Linked DNA regions of Triticum aestivum: region 2 is linked to region 1. A link is a contact called in public Hi-C data. All regions are on one chromosome and are shown on one strand. The core of a region is the stretch at or near the end of the contact, and the rest is flanking DNA. Distances in the headings are between cores, read along the strand shown.

Region 1 (5,157 bases), core at 1,418-3,917:
CAAATCTTCAGGGAGTATAACTCATGTGTACACTCACAAATACATTAGTCCCTTAATCCATTTGTCTTCAATACTCCAGAACCACTAAGGGGGCACTAGATGCACCTACAAGATTCAACCCGCATTAGTGGAGGTGGGTGGCGTACCTACACAAGCGCCAGCGAGGAATGGTCGAAGCTGCGCGACGAGCTGGACGGGACGACGATGCTGCCGGCGCTGCGTCGATAGGCAACAAGTGCTGTGGAACAGGAGCTGCCCCCTTGGTCGAGCCGCGACCGCCTCAATGTCATGCGAATGGCAACCTCCACCACATTGTCTGGCACCGCGTCACACAGCAGGCTCGACCAGTCATCGGATCCACCAGAATTGCCGCTGGAGCCAGCAATCCTGCTCCTCCGTATGGCGGTCGCCTTTGCCTTGGCCACCAGCTCCTTGTTTGCCTCGCACTCTGACAGCTCGCTGTGAGCCAGAGCACCTTAGCATTCTTGCGGCGGTTACCACTTAAGGACGACATTCCATAGATGCCCGGGTACCACTTTCGGACGAGATTCAACTCGCATTGGTGATGGTGGGTGACATACCAGCACGGGCGCGAGTGCGCAACAGGCGGAGTTGCGCGACGGGCGGGATAGGACGGCCACGTCGTTGGCGCGACGTCGACGGGCGCTGCAGAACAGGAGCTGTCGCCTTGGTCGAACCACGACCGCCTCAACTTGATGCGGAGGGCAACCTCATCCACATCGTCCGGCTCCATGTCGCGCAACAGCCTCGACTAGTCATCGGAGCCGCCGGATTTGCCACCGGAGCAAGTGTTTTTGCCGTCGCCGGCTTTCGAATCAGACTAGAGGAGATTGGGAGTGGAGTGGACGGAGAAGGGAGTGGATTGGACGGACGGATTGACTTCGGTCTAAGGTTTTCCGGATGGGGATATTTGTGGGGACAGGGGTGGCCCCGGGTAGGCCGGACTAGGCGTGATGGACGCGGTCGGGCCGCGCTATATTTGGTTGGATACGTGGGGCACCGGACAGGCCAGATGTTTAAGGCTGCTTTGAGATGCCTGACTGAGTCGTTTTTTTATCGGTCGGTCTGCCCGGATATTTGAGGACAGTTTGAGATGCCCGACTGCTTATTTTATTTCTTTTCTTTTATGAAGTCCAATGCGCGCGCTCTCCCTCACGGACTCTCTCTCTCTCATGTACATTCACGTGTCCATTTTATGTGCACCATTCAATGACATCCACTTAGAATTTTTGTGTATTAGTAACATCTTGTAATCTTATACTTCATCCGTTTCATAATGTAAGATTTGTTTTAACTCTAATTTAGTGTCAAAAACATCTTACATTATGGAACAAAGAGAGTAGTAATTTATACGACATGACATCTCAATCCTGCATCTTTTCTATTCCTACGTTTCTCACTATCTAAAACCCAAAGAGACCTTACAAAGTGCGAGTGACTAGATTAACCCGAAGAAAGGATTTCGATGGCAACAAGATAGTCAAACGATTCTCTTTCATAATTGACACTCAAGTGTGACCTTTGCCATAAGGCAGATGTATATATAGGTGGTCACTCGGAGAAAGCCCATCATTTGCTCCGAATCCTTAACCAAATCATTGCTGGACGCCCCTGTATAATTCCAATTCCCAAGTCCAACTTTTGCCCATACCAGCAAAAAGGAAGACGAAAGGGAAAAAGTGCAGAAAAAGGTTATGGTGCACCACCACCTAATCAATCAGCAGTATCTGGATTGATTGACGAGGCTGGTAGATACTACCATCTCCTTCCTATGAGAACAAGCTATCTTGCCAGGATCGATCAATCAGCAGCTGGCTGTTGTGCCCTTGCGAGCCAAGGCTCAAGGGGCGGTGCAATCATGCAGTTTTCCTGTCATGAATGAGCCTTGTGGTATGTACTAGCAGTTGATTGGCTCATCGGCCAAATCATTCATTCGAGCGACCATGACGGCTTCACGGATGGCAACCTGGCCTCTCTTTTCTTACCTGCACACTGAATGCTAAGACTGATTGACAGTGGCCGATCATCCCATCCAAACCACTAGCCCTGAATCTGACGCTCAGACCACCTGGGTTTTACCCTAGACGTGTACGGACTGCCTCGCCCAAAATCTCCGCTCAATCTACTACGTGTCCCCGCCACCGGAATGCGACGACGCATTCCCGTGTTTATTTATCTATCTCCAATCCACACACGCACACACACACCGGCCCACTAGACAGTTAAGTGAGGTCGATCGTGGTGAAATCCATGAACCTGACCTAGTCGGTTTGTTTACCAATTATAAACAGAGGAGTTTGGGGCATGAAAACCAACGGATGTGTACGAACTTGTCGCTGTCTATGAACATGCCTTGCCTGTCTTTCCAGTAAGTAACAAGTCGCGCGCGCATAGATTCGGTCCGGAGTGTGATGCACAAGATTAAGAGGAGCAGAGAGAACACGCCGCTGCCACTGATTGATCGAGACTAGTACTCCCTCTGTAAACTGATATAAGAGCGTTTAGATCACTAAAATAATAATCTAAATGCTCTTATATTAGTTTACGGAGGGAGTATAAAACTAGCAGCCGCGCGCGTCCGGTGTAGTGATCGGCTGAAGGCGCGCGTCGTTTTCGTGTCGGCTTTCGCCGACGCGAGCGTGCCTCGCCGTCACCTCACCTCACCAACAACCGCCCTAAGCGGCTACGCTTATCCTGCTCCACCACCCTTCTCGACTGATCGATCCCTTGCGGTGGCTCCAAGAAACCAACACGGAAACGTGGCACCAGCACGCAGAGTTTCGTGTAGGGGAGACACGTCGCCGCTTTGACTTGCGTCCGGACGCCGGGAGGTCGCGATAGTCACGCTAGATTACTCGCAGCTTCTGGTGGTAGACCACGTCACGCGCGTCTCATCTGGAACTTGATCAGTGTCCGGAAACCTGTGGCGTCGATCGTCGGTGAAAGGCCCCCGTCCCGTCTCAGCCGGTAGGATTCACCTGCTCCGTGGGTTCATCCATTCAGCTAACAGTCCGTTCGTCGTACATGAGAGTGCGAGTATAGCAACAGTTGCCGCGCTTTCGGGGCAGGGAACAGCGGCGCGGCGGCCAAGAGGCACAAGTGGACGATGGCGTCCCTTTTGAGGCGGGAACCCTGCCAGACTCCGACGTCAAAAGGCGGGGAAAAGATCGGGGATTGGATCGGTCTATCGGTCTCTCGGCCCACGAGCCGCGCCAAGAATATCTGCGGGGGACCTCGTGCAGCGCCTGCGCCGAAGGGCATAGAACTTGTTCAATACGTGGTGGTTTCGTCATGAACTTCATCATCTTAGATTGGTGGTTTAGTCATAAAACTTGTAAAAGTTTACTTCATCATCTTAGAACTTGCACATAACGCGTAAATTTAGTCCAGAGCCAATCAAAGACAGCCAAGGAGATTTTGCATATATCCCCTAACGTTTTGTCAATTCAATCCGCAGTACACCCATCTGAATTAAATTTATCTAACTGTTTTGTTCGAATCTGGTCGTCCCCTTCCCCTACTCTGTTCCAGCTCGCAGCTCTCCTCCTCTCCGCTGTTGTCAAGCTCGCTGCCGCCGTCCAGCTCGCCGCATGGTTTCCTGGGACGATCTGTCCAGCTCCTCGTCGGACCGCGATTTCAGCCAGGTGAGTTTGTCCTCTATCCAAGCAGTTAGGGTTAGTGTAAATGGAGAATTTTACTAAGCGGACCGATTTGTTTTGTTTTAGCCACACGCCATCATTTTCTGCTCGAAATAGAGAGACCTGGCTACAGATCTTACTGCTAGATGTGAGCACCTAGGCATCTGTGAGAAGTTGTGGCCTTTGAATAAGTGGATAGTGACAGGAGATTTCTGACTTGTGCATAGAAGGTCACTAGCTAAATGTTTTAACAAAAAATGGCACTTTCAGTTTCTGGATATGTGCTTTGTATAAACCGGATATGTGCCATTTAAGTGTGGATGATATTGCCATGTCATCTCAGTTAATTTTTCAGTAAGTAGTGCTTTGTATAGTGCCATTTAAGTGTGGATGATAGTGCCATGTGCTCTTTTCTGGTCTTGAATTTTTTTTGGGAGGATTCGTTACCTGAAGAATTGACACTGCTCTTTTGTGCCATGGTACTAACTAGATTTGTCGTTACGTGAATAATTGGCAGTGCTCTTTTGTGCTCTTCAATCCTAAAAGTTAGCTCATGCTCATGTTCATGCCCCAAGTTTAGTGTCAACGTAGTTCAGTAATGCTTCAAGTTTAGTGTCGTGATTTTGTCACGGCAGATGTCCTCGTGTAAGGACTTAGTCGTGAGGTCATCGCCGCAAGGTAGTAGCTTGAACGAGGTTGAACGGAATCGAGAGACAAAGGTTTATCCAGGTTCGGCCCCTCTCTATGGAGATAATAGCCTACTTCCTGCTTGATGATTATTGCTAGAGATCTCGATTACAAGGGTGCAACTTGGCTAACCTAGTACTCGAGAGCTTGTAACTTAATATTTCCTACCCCAGGGGCTCCCCTTTATACACAGGTGGAGGCCCTCGGATTACAACCGTGTCCGGGTCGTAGTAGAACCCGTGACCGAGTCTAACTTCTATGTCTTGTTTCCTAAGTAAGAAAACTCCCTTCGGAGTCTTGCAAGCTTCTGGCGGCTTACAGTATGGGCCATGAGTCGGCCCACCTGGGTGGCTCACCTCCTCGGCCTTGCACCTGTAGTGGCCTTAGCCCATCGTTGAGTTGTCATCTTTAAGCCGTCACTAAAAGACCCTGCCCTAAATGGCAGGTCATATTGTGGGGTTATATCCCTAACATTAGCCCCCAGATTGACTTGGATTTACCCACGTCAATCTTCAAACTGACATTCATTTGGGTCATGTTTCTACAAACGGGAATTCTCGCTTCATTGCTCGTCTTGTGGTCGGGATACATAATCGTGCCGTCTCATGACTTCCTCATACTTGGAAACTTTTATCTTCTTCGTGCATGACGTCATCTTCCTCGAGTTCTAGAGTTCAGGTGTGACATCACAACGAATCTTTTGAGCATATCTATTAGGCCTGGAAAACGAGGCACCCTTCGCTCGAAAAGTTACTGCGCCTCCTTTTTCTTCGCACCTGCCTTTCCCTATTCTCTTAGCCTTATAAATATA
Region 2 (5,157 bases), core at 972-3,471, 130 kb before region 1:
AAAACCATTTGAAAACATTGATCTGATCAATCAGAACTTCGTAAAATGTTGTGATACCTGAGAAAACGCGACCATTAGGATGAGTTCTGGCAGACCAATTTCCACGCACTTGGCTACCTGTATTTGATCATGAATACCTTCTGTTCACTCTTCCAAGAAGATTCTAGAAGCAGGGGAAAAAGTGCAAGTGATGGAGCAAAACTAACCGCTGGAAAGCCGAGTTCATAAAGCCCAAACCCGACAAGTGAAACAAGAGGAACTGCAGATAATGGGCTCAGCAATCTGCAAATAAATCATACAGGATAGTTAGTTAACTCAACTCTTAACTGCACAACCTGAAACGCTACAGGGAGTACTATAGTTCGACGAAGAAAGGCTGAAAATGGGACTAACTTGACAACATTGCGCCAGAGGCCGCTGAAGCCAAGGATGATCTGAATCGTGGAGGCGATGATGAGAGCGCCTTGTGTCCCCCTCATCGTCCGTAGGAATTTCTTGAGGACAACAACACAAACCCATTAGCTTTTCCTGTGCGAACGCGTAGATTAATGAAATAGCCAGTCTGTGGGCAGTAAGAAGTACCTCGTGAGGGTCCGTCTCATTGTCATAGCGTCCAGCCAAGATGATGGAGATGGTCGGCGCGACGAAGGTGTAGGAGCCGCCCATCACGACGGGGAGGCGAGACCCGAAGAAGGTTTGCAGTAAGGTGTTTATGCCGGCGACGAACAAGAGCGTCTGGATTACCCGAGCTTTCTCCTCCTGACAGAAATTTATTCAGTGACTGTCCATCATCATGTTTATATGTACGGCAAATTCAGTGAGAGCTTAGTAGTACTTATTCAGAGATATCGAATTCGTCGTGTGTCAAGTAAGTGAATAAACAGAGGACATTTGGTAGAGAATCAATAAATAAAGAGTTGATGAGGGCTCACATTTCCACCTCCCATTTGAGGAACAAGCGCGCTTGGTATGATGACGGTGGTGCCCAGCATGACTATGAAATGCTGAAATCCTAGAATCACGGCCTCGGCTGCGTACAAGATTACAGGCACAAGAGAAACATCAAACATACAGTACACCATTTGATATGAGTAGTACTACTAGTATATGAATTGCATAAAAAGATGTGCAACTGAAAGGCCTTTTCATTATAAATAAATTCAAGATCAGCGAATCTTCCAGACTGGTTAAGCAAAAGAATTTGTGTCCAATAAAAAACATGAAAAACTTTCTGTAGTGAAAATATGTAGAGACTGATGTGCACCGACAACAACAAAAACATTCCAGTAATCAGCACACATATATTTGCAGTGGGGGAAAAAGCCTGGGCATGCATGAAACAGCAAGTAGTACGAGAAACAAACTAAGGACAGTGAAGGGACAAGCACGGAGGAGTGAGGGAAGCTTTTAAAGAGCAAAATCAAAAGGGTGAAGCAGAGCAGAGAGCACGTACGCCATGGCGGCGGACTGGTGATACAGAAGGAGACGCTGGGCAGCTGCTCCTTGGGCGGATGCGGCTGCAGCTCGTCGGCCTTGGGCGGCGGCGCGGCTGCCATCTTCTTCTTCCTCCGGCTCCAAACTCCCAAGAAACCACGCCCGTCACTTCACTCGCCACTCGCACAGGAACAGGGGACTGGACTGACTGACCGACTGATCTGTCGTTCTTTTCTGCCAAGAACCGAGAACCCCCTCGCAAGCAAGGAACAACCAACCAACCAACCACGGGGGAGAGTAAAGTTGGAGAAAAGGCGCAGAGAATCGAGAGAAAGCAATTGATCTGGCCTAGCTACCCAATTCCCCACTACTACTTCTCCTCCTCCTCCTCCTCCAAGGAGAGGAATGGAATCTATCCCCCCAGAAAGCCACCTTACGCTCCCCCGCGCACGCTCTCTTCCTCCTCCCTTCTCCCTCGCTGCAAGGAAAGGGAAGAGAAGAGAAGAGAAGCTCGCTGGAGAGGGAGGAGGCTACTCGCAGGAAGGGACTAGACTAGCAGCGGAAAGGCAGCCAGCGGCATCCCGAGGCGAAAACTTCCTCTCTCTTTTGGGCGGCAGAAAGGAGGTGGCAGAGAGGCGAGCGGGGGCAGAGGGCGAGAAGGACTGCTCTCCTTGCCTCCTCCCTTTCCGCTTTAAAAACGGCGCCTTTTGCAAGCGAGCGAGCTGGCCTGGCCAGCGAGCCTTTTCCCTCGGCGGCTTTCCACTCTCCCTCCGATTCTCGCTGTTTCCTCTGCCTCACCGCTGCCGTGCCGTGCTGCCTCCGGGACGCCTCCCACGCGGCGTAGTCTCAGCTCTCAACTGCTCGGGGGTTTGGGTTTGACGCTCCGTCCGTAACCGTTACTGAAACTGAGCCAGCAGCGCTGACACAAGGCGCAGATTTCCTTTTGACCGCGATTGGTCTGCTTGCGCTATTAATCGGCAGTTTGTATTTTTGTGTGTATATAGGAGTGGATAAATGCGGAGGAGTTAAAGAGTGAGCCTGGGCAAATTTCTCGGAAATTAAAAGGGGGATGGTTGTTGAGGGAATTTATTCTCCTCTGGCTAGAGAGACGGGCATGATAGGTTGGTTGTCTGCTGCAAGCAGAGCCCTGAGCGCTAGGGCTTCAGCGGAAGATTCATCAGGGACAGGCGCCAACGAGGTTCAGGACCATGTTACCTGGTAATCAGAAGTGCCTCAAATCTTGGCTTGACATAAGCTGGCTAAACGGAATTTTTGTCAGTGGCGGCTAGCAATGTGCATTTGACAAAGTACACTACCAGTAGTAAGTACTATGGAGTGAGTAGAGGCAGGACATTCTGCGCCGAATATAATAGTGCGTGCGCGGCTGACCAATTGGCCGCATATCCAGAAAGCAGCCTCGGACAGTTCTGCTTCAGTCTGTCTACCTATCGATGCTAGGATGTTTGTTTGGTCAGCACAAACAGCTGGTTCCAGCATCCAAGCATTCTGGTCATCCATTATGGTTAAGGTTCTGGTCATCAGAGTATGGTTAGGGCATCTTCAGCACGGCATAGCCCATTCCCCCTATCTGTCAATCCACACAGCCCAAAGATCAAAATTGCAATCCACCAAGCGCCGAAATCACTGTTTTGATCCATTTTGTTAACTTAAGCACAATCTGGCCCCGCTTTGCAAAAATTTTGAGATCCGACCATTTTCCTACCTTCAGACCTGTTGGCGGGAGGGTTTAACCACCTACCGCCAAGGACTCCGGGGTAGGGTTTCGCCTAAATCTTTGTTGATCCGATGTGAATGTGCAAATTCATCTGGATTCGATTCTTTATTGGTGTCCTTGTCCATGATAAAGAACTTGCTCCTAAAAGAACCATTTAGGACCACGTCATCTTAGTGGTTGCCACGTGCTGTCGTACATCGCCGCTTTATCCTACCCATTGAGTCCCAAAGGGCTTGCGCTATGGACCGTCCGATCTGATCCAGTCGGCTGCGGTTATTTCCCTCGCATATAAATATACGCGCAACCGCCCCCTTCGTCATTCGTCGTCTCCACTGCTTCTTCCCACTGAAACCCTCACCCGTAGAGATCCACCTCGAGCTCGACGACACCGACCACCTTCGTTGCTACGCTGCTGGAGAGGGATCGTCGGAGCCATCACACGCCGCGGCGGCACATTTCCTTCGTCGGGCCGCCGTAGTCACTGCGGGTCACCAAGTTATGGTACGTGCAACATGAACTCAAGCCTCCTCTCTGTCTCGTTCGAGTTCAATCGCTAGGTAAATTGTTTTGATGCGGTCTGTAGATTCCCTTGCATCTCATTTCTAGATCTAGGGTTTGAGTTATGTCTCGTTCGAATGGAATGATTAGCTCGTTATCTAGTAAATCTGTTTGGAGATACTAGTTCAATTCTAACAGATTTTATTGGCCCAAAACTTTTCTCAAAAACTGCATCTATATATTCAGATCAAAATGGTTTTCTTTCAAAACTCATGTTGAACACATTCACAACCCTATCCCCATTTCCCCCTCGCATCTCTCTATTCACAGGGCAATGCGGTCTGTCGAAGATTTCGCTCAGCCCACTGGCAACAGAGACAGAGATGCGGATACCTTTATGGGCCGACGAGTCAAAAGCAACGAATGTTCAGGGTCCAACGGTAGGCCCATCAACGGCAGCTAAGCGAAAGAGAACCACCAAGCAGAATGATCAAGCTGTGGATGAAAATGCTCCGGGGAAAAAGAAGGGTGGTCGTCAACCATACGAAAACACCGCTGAATATCTCTCTGATGATAGATATAATAGAGTCCCATGGGAAGACAAACATGCAAAGGAAAGACGCCTTCATTGGATTTGGCGTCACTAGGTCAAGAAATGGTTCAACTACAAGTTTGTCCACCCTCGGTTTACCAAGAACTTTGCCTTCAATCCACCGTGGGGTGATTGCCGAGCAATATCTCTTCTGAAGAAGAACAATCCACAAGTTTGTCCTCCTACTCATGTGAATGCCCATGAATCGTCCCTTGCAACCCCCGCCTCACATCCACAAGAGCTGGCTAAAAGGACTCGCAATGCCCAAATCATTGTTGAACGGAAGGCGAAGAAGGAATCACGCGAGGAAGAAAATCTTTGTCTGATCAAGGATGACCTCACAAAAAGAAGGTTGTTGGTGTGTCAGAATGGCGCTCTAAGCGCAAACACAACAAAAATGGGTCTGGGTCATCGAAGAAGAAACCAACCCCAAGGAAGAAACGACGGCCATTTGAGGATGTCGACCCGACTGCTCCATCCAATGATGCTGATCCATCACTTCCTCAGGAAGAAGTTGTAGTTATGATGAGCGACAACATCAACATCACTACATCAACTATTTTGCCAGATTTGAGGGTGTCGGTTCCTCCGAAGGCCTCACTGATTGAAAGGATCGATATAGTTGACTAGAGGAGGGTGAATAGGCAACTAACAATTTTTAATCTTTTCTTTACCAATTTAAACTTTGCAACAAGGTAGGTTGTCTAGATATGCAACTATGTGAGCAACCTATATGATGCAATAACAACTAGCACAAATGCAAGCAAGGGATATAACACAAATAAGCTTGCACAAGTAAAGGCACGAGATAACCAAGAGTGGAGCCGGTGGAGACGAGGATGTGTTAGCGAAGTTCCTTCCTTTTAAAGGGAAGTACGTCTCCGTTAGAGCGGTGTGG

The links. Hi-C and Micro-C count contacts between places; a contact is called where the count stands out from the background.
Region 2: a Hi-C map of leaf shows a contact between it and region 1, with 2.7 times the contacts expected there. The contact joins the promoter of LOC123111858 here to the enhancer-like site in region 1. A contact is called at or near these places in 2 of 5 Hi-C or Micro-C datasets (both in leaf).

The regions. Positions count from the first base shown.
Region 1 is chr5B:360,512,506-360,517,662 of IWGSC CS RefSeq v2.1, reverse strand. No RefSeq gene overlaps it. Among protein-coding and RNA genes, the nearest start is that of LOC123111858, 130 kb to the left of the region's middle. Within about 2 kb of position 2,667, at least 2 of the 8 cell types and tissues checked have an H3K27ac peak or open chromatin away from gene starts, as enhancers often do. A contact at or near this core is called in leaf, where this site is marked.
Region 2 is chr5B:360,646,052-360,651,208 of IWGSC CS RefSeq v2.1, reverse strand. It overlaps LOC123111858 (nucleobase-ascorbate transporter 6), which reads right to left and starts at 2,221. Exons shown (of 14, transcript XM_044532744.1): 1 at 1,454-2,221; 2 at 933-1,030; 3 at 583-759; 4 at 394-494; 5 at 207-282; 6 at 58-117. The coding sequence starts at 1,556.